Linked DNA regions of Mus musculus: region 2 is linked to region 1. Evidence: chromatin contacts called from public promoter capture Hi-C data. All regions are on one chromosome and are shown on one strand. The core of a region is the stretch at or near the end of the contact, and the rest is flanking DNA. Distances in the headings are between cores, read along the strand shown. Region 1 has its middle 60 kb from the start of Gm32549. Region 2 holds the start of Ubxn10 (UBX domain protein 10).

Region 1 (4,030 bases), core at 1,324-3,823:
GCCTCTGCATCAGCTCCTGCTTCCTGACCTGCTTGAGTTCCAGTCCTGACTTCCTTTGGTGATCAACAGCAATGTGGAAGTGTAAGCTGAATAGACCCTTTCCTCCCCAACTTGCTTTGTGTCATGATGTTTGTGCAGAAATAGAAACCCTGACTAAGACAGGTCCCAAGGAAGGATGAGGCTGGACCAAAGGTACTCAAATCCTCTCAAACAACTATCCCCATGGAGTCCAAGAACCAAGGATACCCTCTGGTGACACTGTTGGAGGGTCAGGGAGGGTGTGCATGCACGCGCGCAGACAAGTGTGGTGTTTCAGAGGAGCCACAGCAGAAGCTAGATGCTCGGGGTGGAAAGATCCAGGGGGGAAATCAAGAACTGGTAGTTGGTGGAAGAAAGGCTGGGGTACACAGAGACATCTTGTCAGTCCCGAAATTGTGGAAAGCCCCACCCCCACCCCCAATATTATAACAGACTCTTCAAAACTGGTTTGGTCCAAAAGCATTGACTCCTTACTCGAGCCTGTAAGAAACAGCAATGTCTTTCAAGCAGGATACAGCCCACCACCCCAAGTTAAGAGCAAGCATCTGTAATGGAGAGACTACACCCTGGAGCAGACCAGCTTAAAAAGCTAAACCCTAGGCCTCTCTTCTACGACAAAGATGTGACAACATCTCTTCAGATCTCCTTACAGGACTCAAAGAATTATGGGTAAGACCACACCTTGACCATGATCACTTAATTGTGTGTTTAATTATGCATACCTCTTAACCTTGCCCCAAGTCTTCCTCTATTTGAACCCAGAGTTCTCATCGGTACCTTTACAGTGAACTTGGGATCCCTGGATTCCTTTATCTCTTCCTTTACCGGCCCCTCTTCTCAATATGCGTTGACTAAATCTCTCTGTTTCTCACCTCTCCTTGTTGGCTGGTGTATCGTGGCTGAGCCCTGTCTGTTGGAACTGCTGGAACCAGGAATTTGACCCTGAAATCCTTACAATGCCACAGTAAGATATGAGGTGCAGTTCTTACCTGTCAAAGGTCATTGGGGTCATTGTATGAAGCATTTCAGGGACACAGACTTCATGCCCCAAGTCAGGTCCCTTCCTCTCTCTGAGCCTCAGTTTCCCCATGTTTTAAAAGAAGACGACGGACTCAAGCCTGCCCTCTGACTTGAGTTCAACATCCTGATCCCAGACCCTTGAGCTCTCATTGAGCGGGTAATGAATACTTTCCCAACCTCACCTCACCCTTCCCAAGGTTGTGTCATCTCTCCTGAGGACAGGCCTTCCCTCCTTGGACCATAGTCCCCAGCTTTAAGGATCCGGAGTCCAACCTGAATGCATCTGGGCTAGGGATGAAGAACTGTGCTCCGAGGAACCAGGTCGTGGAAAGCAAATGGCGTTCATGTGTTCTGGCAACTGCTAACCAAGCAGCTTTCATTCCAGAAAGCTTGGAGTGCAGCTAGGTGCTGGGTTCTTGGCATCCTCACCTTAGGCAAGAAGCTGAATGGAATTCAACTACTATTCTCCAGAGGTTTGCCCCTGGAGGGAAGAATATAAAGGCTTCTAGGCCAGCCAGCATCTGACTCTAACCAGACAGATCCTTCACAGGGCCTTTGTTGGTCCATCCTAAAAAACACACCTCCCTGGCCAGGACTTGACCTGGGATGGTGAGGAGAAGGTCCCAGAGGCCCTGCACAGAAACCTTTTGACCAGTCTTTATTGAGTGGAGTGGGGACACAGTTCGCTGGGTGTTATAAATATGTAGGTCCCAGCTCAGGCAGAGACTTCAGCGTAAAACGGATAAGGCCTGGAAACCAGTAGACACCTTAAACCACAGGCCCAGTAATTTAACTAAATGGATAGATACTCCCAGGCTATGTCCTCTTCTAACCTGCAGGGAGACAGGTGGCCCTAGAAAAGAAGACACACGAGGGCCTTCACCCAGAGGGACAAGATCTGGGCAGGGGCCAGCCTGGCCAAGCCTGTCACTCCAGAGTCTCCCGCTGCCTCCATCAATCCAAGCTGCCCTCTTCATCTGCTCCTCTCTTCCAGTCGGTCACCCATCCCTGTTCTTTCTCCTCTCTCTAGAGCAGTGGTTCTCAACATATAGATGGTGACCCTTTTGGGGGTTGAACAACCCCTTCACAGGAGTCGCCTAAAACCATCGGAAAACACAAATAAGCACATTACGATTCCTAACATCAGCAAAACGACAGTTTTGAAGTGGTAATGAAAAATAATTTGATGACTGGGGGTCACCCCAACACGAGGAGCTGCAGTAAAGGGTCGCAGTGTCAGGAAAGTTGGGAACCGTTCTTCTAAAGACTCTGCAAGCCAGGGGTTTCTTTCTCAATCTCTTTCCCCCTCCTCCTGTCCCCACCCCGGTGCGCTCTTGGAACCCAGAGAACCCACAGCTGTCTTTAACTCAGAATCCTGCCAATTAAATAGTTCCTTCCGGCTCCAGCGCCACTGCTGACGCTGGGAGAAACGAAAGCAGAGGAGAAACTAACTAACGCAGAGGCAGCCGCCTACGTGGGTGGAGGGGGTGGAGCAGGGAAGCGCAGCCGCCTGCCCCTGGGATGAAGGGTGGGGATGCGATGCGATGCGATGCGATGCGATGCTGTCCCTCTGTCCGCCCACAGACCCAAGCACTGCTGTCTGAACGTTATTCCCTCCAGCTTTGAACTAATGAGGGGGGAACCCTCCACATCCCCACGATATCCCCCCCAGTGTCACCCCCAAGGTGCTGAGGTCCCCAGCCCTGGTTCCCCCACATTTCTTCCTGACTCCCTAAGTCTCCTCCCCCTAACCCTACAGGGCATCATTCTGATTCTTTGGTCCACCTCTTGATTCTCAGAAGCTCCGCCCTTACTGGACCCCCCCCCCCCGACCTGATTCATTCCTGATTCCAAAGTCCCCGACTGGAGATCTAGACCCCACCCCAAGCTTACTAGCAGCCCCTCTCCCAAACTGCACCCCAGACAGGAGTACTAGCTTCAAGACTCCCATCCAGTGTTGTCCGGGTCCCCACCCTGTGGATTGCACCCGGACTTTGCCCTCTGAGCGCTCCTGCACACTGTCCTGAGCAGTCCCCTGGCTCAGTCCTTGGCTTCCCAGCGCTGGCTCTGCAGCCAGGAAGACGTTGTTGTTGTCGCTGTGGGAACCAGAAGGGGGCACATTAAGAGTAATTAGCCTGCGCACAGTTGGCAGCGACACCTTAATAAATAATAGTCAGAAAGGCATGTAAATAAATATTAGAGCGCATTATGCGGGCAGGAGGCACGAGGACTCGCAGGCCGGTGGTGACGCCTCCACTTCCCAGAGAATGGCACAGGCCCGTGGGGATCCCCGAACCCTGGAAGCCTGAGACCTACGGCTGGGGGTTAAGCAGAGACGGTCACTGACGCCAAAAGAGAAAAACAGAGCTAAAGAAGAAAAAGTACGGAATGGGTCGGATGTAGTGGTTCATGTCTTTAATCTCGCTACTCAGGAGGCAAAGGCAGGCCTGGTCTACATAGTAAGTTTCATGACAGCCAGAGCTACATAGTGAGACCTTGTCTCGGGAATTGTGGGAGTGGGTGGGGGTGGGGAGATAGAATGAACTGACGCAAGGGAGTGTGGAAGGAAGATGTGGAGGAGACAAGGATGAATTTCCCTTCTTGACTAGCCTGTGCATCCCCATCTCCCTCCCCCTCCCCCCATCCCCGTCTTCCCCTCCCCTTCTCACCCTCCCCCTCTCCCTCCCCCTCCTCCTCTCTATAGACTGACATCTGCCCAGGCAGTATTCACACAAGGAGGCTTAGGGCTCAGCCTTCAGGGCTTTTGGCTGCTCACATCTCTTGCTATCAGATTGCTATCAAAGGTTTCCTTGCTTTAAATGCCATGGCTTGAGAGGCTCCCATGGACCCCTCCAGCCAGATCTAGCTCCTCTGACATGAGGAGGAACACCTCCCTTGCAAGCTATGAACAGCTCCTGCCCCCCCCACACACAAACCCCTCCCTCCTCCCGGGACTTCTGGGTTCAGTGAG
Region 2 (3,746 bases), core at 317-2,816, 170 kb before region 1:
TATCCCTGCATGAAGCAGGTAACAAAGATGTGGCCATGAAGTTAGGTAGTGAATCTGTGGTTCTTAACTGTCTATTAGTTAACTTCTACTAGTTCAATCACTAAATTACTCTAAGGGTCTGTCTAGAGCAGAGTCCAACGGGACTCCTTTTAAAGCAGTTTTTTTTTTCTTGTTTGTTTGTTTTGTTTTGTTTTTGAGACAGGGTCTCCCTATGTAGTCATGACTGTTCTTGAACTTGCTCTGTAGACCAGGCTGGCCTTGAACTCAGAGATCCGCCTACCTCTTCCTCCTGAGTGTCGGGATTAAAGGAATGCGCTGTCACTTCTCAGCTTTAAAGTCATCTTAATGCCAGCTTGGAAGGAAGAGTTGATTAGATTGGAACAAAGACAGGGAGGAATTGGGCAAGTGAAGGGACAGGCTAAACTAGGGAAGAGTCTTCATTTAAGTCAAGGTTTCAACAGAAGCAAGGATATTGGGCCTAGGGAGGGGGAGAGTGTGTGTGTATGTGTGTGTGTGTGTGTATGTGTGTGTGTGCGCGCGCGCGTGTGTGTGCGTGTGTGCGTGTGTGTGGCTGTGGTTGGGAAGCACCTCAGAGACAGCTAACAGGGATGGGATCAGATGACCATTCTAACAGACCAGAGGCAAGAGAGCAATCGTGCAAAGGCTGGGAGCCCTCTGGTCTGACAGCAGACAACTAAGAAGGTTCACATTCAATGGTTTCTATTTTCCTTTGCAGAGGGCAGGAGACTGTCATCCCACAGGGAGGGAGGAAGGAAGACGGCATGTGGGAGGTTTTTAGAGGACAGATAGGATTTGAAATAGCTATTGGAGAGGGCAGGAAACAGAAGGCTGGCCAGGGAGGGCAGAGGGTCTCATGTGTGTGACATGTCATGGCTCGGTGTGGGTTGGACAGATTCCAGCTAAGGCATCCATCACACTGATGGGATGACAGTAGGGCCAGGAGGACTCTTACCAACAGAATGGCTGAGGTAGTGGACCATAGCTTCTGAGAAAGCAGTCAGGCTGCCGGCCTCCAAAACTCAAAGCTGTTGGGAAACGCGGTGAAGTGGCTGGAGTTGCTGACTGTATATAGTTAGACCCTTAAGGAGGAAATAGGAGATACAGGTGGTGATCACAAGACTGGTGGCCTGGGGGTGGGAACCCCCATGACAACATACCCTAAAAAAATCACCACCCAGATTCTAAGGGTCTCGTTTTAAAACAGTTGCACAACCCTGTTTAAAACAAGGACACTGGCAAAGTCAGGCCAAGGATTGACAGGGATTTGTTCCTGGTCCCTACCCCCGACTCCAGGGCAGGGCTCCCTCTCCCCTGAACGCACATTCCCCAGGAGACACAAGAGTCAGGCCAGGTCAGGAAGAAGAGTTCCAATGGCAGGGGTCCAGGCCCAGGGCCCTGTGGCCTCCATGGGGCAGGGCCACACCAAGGTCCTGAGCCTGGAATCCGTGAACCACCTCTGCCCCTCCGCCCTCCGTGCCCTAGTCCAATTCAGCTTGCGGTCCAGGTCAGGCAGGTTCCGGTCCCACCGGAAGCACGTGGCCCCCACCCCTTGGCGGTTGCCAGGGAGACAGGGCTGTTTACCAGCTGGTCGCAGCCAGGCACCGGAGGCGGATGGAGCTGAGCTGCGAGGTGAGAGGCCCGCTGTGGGTCCCCAGAAACTGAGAGGCAGGCATTTGAGTGGCCCTCCCCAGGGACAGAGCCAACCTGGCTGGAGCCTGAGTCTGCAGCAGCTAAGGGAATCTCCTGGGAGGGGCGTCTACAAGCCAGTCCCTGGACCCAGATCCAAAGAGAGAGAAGGGAGTCGGGGTCATGTGCAGAGGCAGGAGCTGCAGGGAGCCTCCCACAGCTCCAAGTGCCCTTTACCCAGGTCTGCATTCACGTTCCAGACCTTTCTGCCATTCCCGGAACACTCCTCTTCCTTCTGCACTTGAAGCTTTGCTTCCAGACCTGCCAGACCACGGAAATAATAGAGGCCTCTCCCCAACCCCCTCGCCCGCCCTTCTATCCTGGAATCAACCCCGGTTCTCTCTCTTCACTCACTTGGTGGCTTGTGGTTTCCCACATTGTAATCTCTGGTTTGGGGTAGCATAGCGAGTGGTTTCGATCCTCTCTCTCTCCCTCTCTCCCCCTCCATCCCCCGGGGTTGGTTCCTTTACAGAGTTTAATTTTGTAAGCCAGGCTGGGGACTATGGGGTGGCGGCAGTGGGTGGTAGTAACTGATAAACAATTTTAAAAGACCAATGCACGTGTACATGTCCCGGTATATGCCAGCAGATGGTTCGTAGGAGGGTGTATTTTGCTGCTTGCGCTGTAGGTTTAGATTTGGGCTGTGAAGTACCATGGTCTGACCCTATGGTGGCTTGTGGGCACCATTGGAAAACCACGGGAATCTTGATTTCATTTGTATCCAATGTCCCTTCCTTCCTGTTCGTGTGGTGATAATCCTAAGGAATGGGCACCTGCCCTTCTGGAGGGCAACATCTTGAAAATAGTGGCCCGTGTTTTGTTTCCTGCTTCCTAGCAGGCGTCTGCCTCCTAGCTATTGTGTTTAAGTAAACAGGCTACTTGTCTCTTCTGCTGGCAGCGTGATGGATGCCTACGCCTAGACGTTGTCAAATCACTTTGTAGTTGAGTGTCTGCCAGGCCCTAGAGGTGATGAAATAAATGAGCCATGCAGGGATTGTGCTGTCGCAGGAGCCTAGACAGAGGGCAAAGGTAGAGTTTGGGACCCAGGGTGTGTGTGTGTGTATCTCTGAAGGCGCCATGGCTGCCGTTCTCCAAACACCTGTTTCCTGTAGCATCCTGCCCTCCTTCTGGGTGGGGGTGGGAGCTGGTGTTCCCTCTGTGTAACAGATGGTCTCTGTGCTGGGTAGGAGGCGGTGGGTTATAAAAGCAGGTTGGGTGTAACGGCTTTACCTGAAGGAGGTGTTAGTCTCGAAATAGCCTTGAGTGGGCTTATGAGAATTAGTCATAATTGAGGTTTTTCTCTTGAGATAGCTTGCAAGTCATGTTATCTTATGACCAGGGTGTCTTGAATATGACACCCCCTGAACACGGCTAATTATACAGAGTACCAAAAGGTATAGCAACGACACGCACACACTCAAGTTTGACTGTTAAAAATAACCCCGCAGAGTGCCTGGGAGAACGCATGACTTTTCTCATCGAAGTTGTTAGGGAGAGGTTTCTAAGTTACCAAACTTCCTGACAGCCAAACCTTCCCCAGGCATGTGTGGGTGTTGGAAGCCAAGCCTGTGATAATTCTGTGGAAGCTGTGGCAAATTAATAGCCATTCCCAAGTGAGAAGGATGGAAGCTCAGCTAGAGGCTTATCCTCGCCTCAGCTGGACAGCTATGGCTTTCTCCTGCCACTCCGAACGAGAAACTCATAGGGAAAAAAAACTTTATGGTTGATCAGAAAATAAATGAGCAAGGGAAGGGGCAGGCATTTCTGGCGTCAAAACTTTTCGCTCAGGAAGAAGTTTCTGAACTACCTGCCTCCAGATTGGGCATGGAGAACAGAGGGGGAGAATGGAGGAAGGTTTGGCTGTGTAGAGCAGGGATAGCCACAGAGCCTTTTCACCCGTTAACCGGGTGTGTGTGTGGGGTGTGTGTGTGGGAGAGAGGGGGGGGAAGGGTGAGAGGGAGGGAAGGAGGGAGGGAGGGAGGGAGGTGACGGCTCAGTGGGGATAGCATTTGCCCAAGGTCCAGAATTTGGATTCCCAC

The links. Promoter capture Hi-C pulls out the DNA fragments that hold promoters and counts their contacts.
Region 2: a contact with region 1 is called in a promoter capture Hi-C map of hippocampal neurons, with 6 times the contacts expected there. The contact joins the promoter of Ubxn10 here to the enhancer-like site in region 1. A contact is called at or near these places in 16 of 39 promoter capture datasets (the 3T3-L1 cell line, 3T3-L1-derived adipocytes, the HPC-7 cell line and 10 more), 3 of 484 Hi-C or Micro-C datasets (brain, cerebral cortex and trophoblast stem cells), 3 of 115 datasets of contacts at active chromatin or transcription factors (embryonic basal ganglia, embryonic forebrain and pancreatic cancer cells) and 4 of 9 other capture datasets (adipose tissue, embryonic stem cells, liver and 1 more).

The regions. Positions count from the first base shown.
Region 1 is chr4:138,554,209-138,558,238 of GRCm38.p6, reverse strand. No RefSeq gene overlaps it. Among named protein-coding and RNA genes, the nearest start is that of Gm32549, 60 kb to the right of the region's middle. Within about 2 kb of position 2,573, at least 49 of the 459 cell types and tissues checked have an H3K27ac peak or open chromatin away from gene starts, as enhancers often do. A contact at or near this core is called in cerebral cortex, hippocampal neurons and pancreatic islet, where this site is marked.
Region 2 is chr4:138,723,085-138,726,830 of GRCm38.p6, reverse strand. It overlaps Ubxn10 (UBX domain protein 10), which reads left to right and starts at 1,566. Exons shown (of 2, transcript NM_178671.5): 1 at 1,566-1,650. It overlaps Pla2g2c (phospholipase A2, group IIC), which reads right to left and starts at 1,506. Exons shown (of 6, transcript NM_008868.3): 1 at 1,343-1,506; 2 at 974-1,100.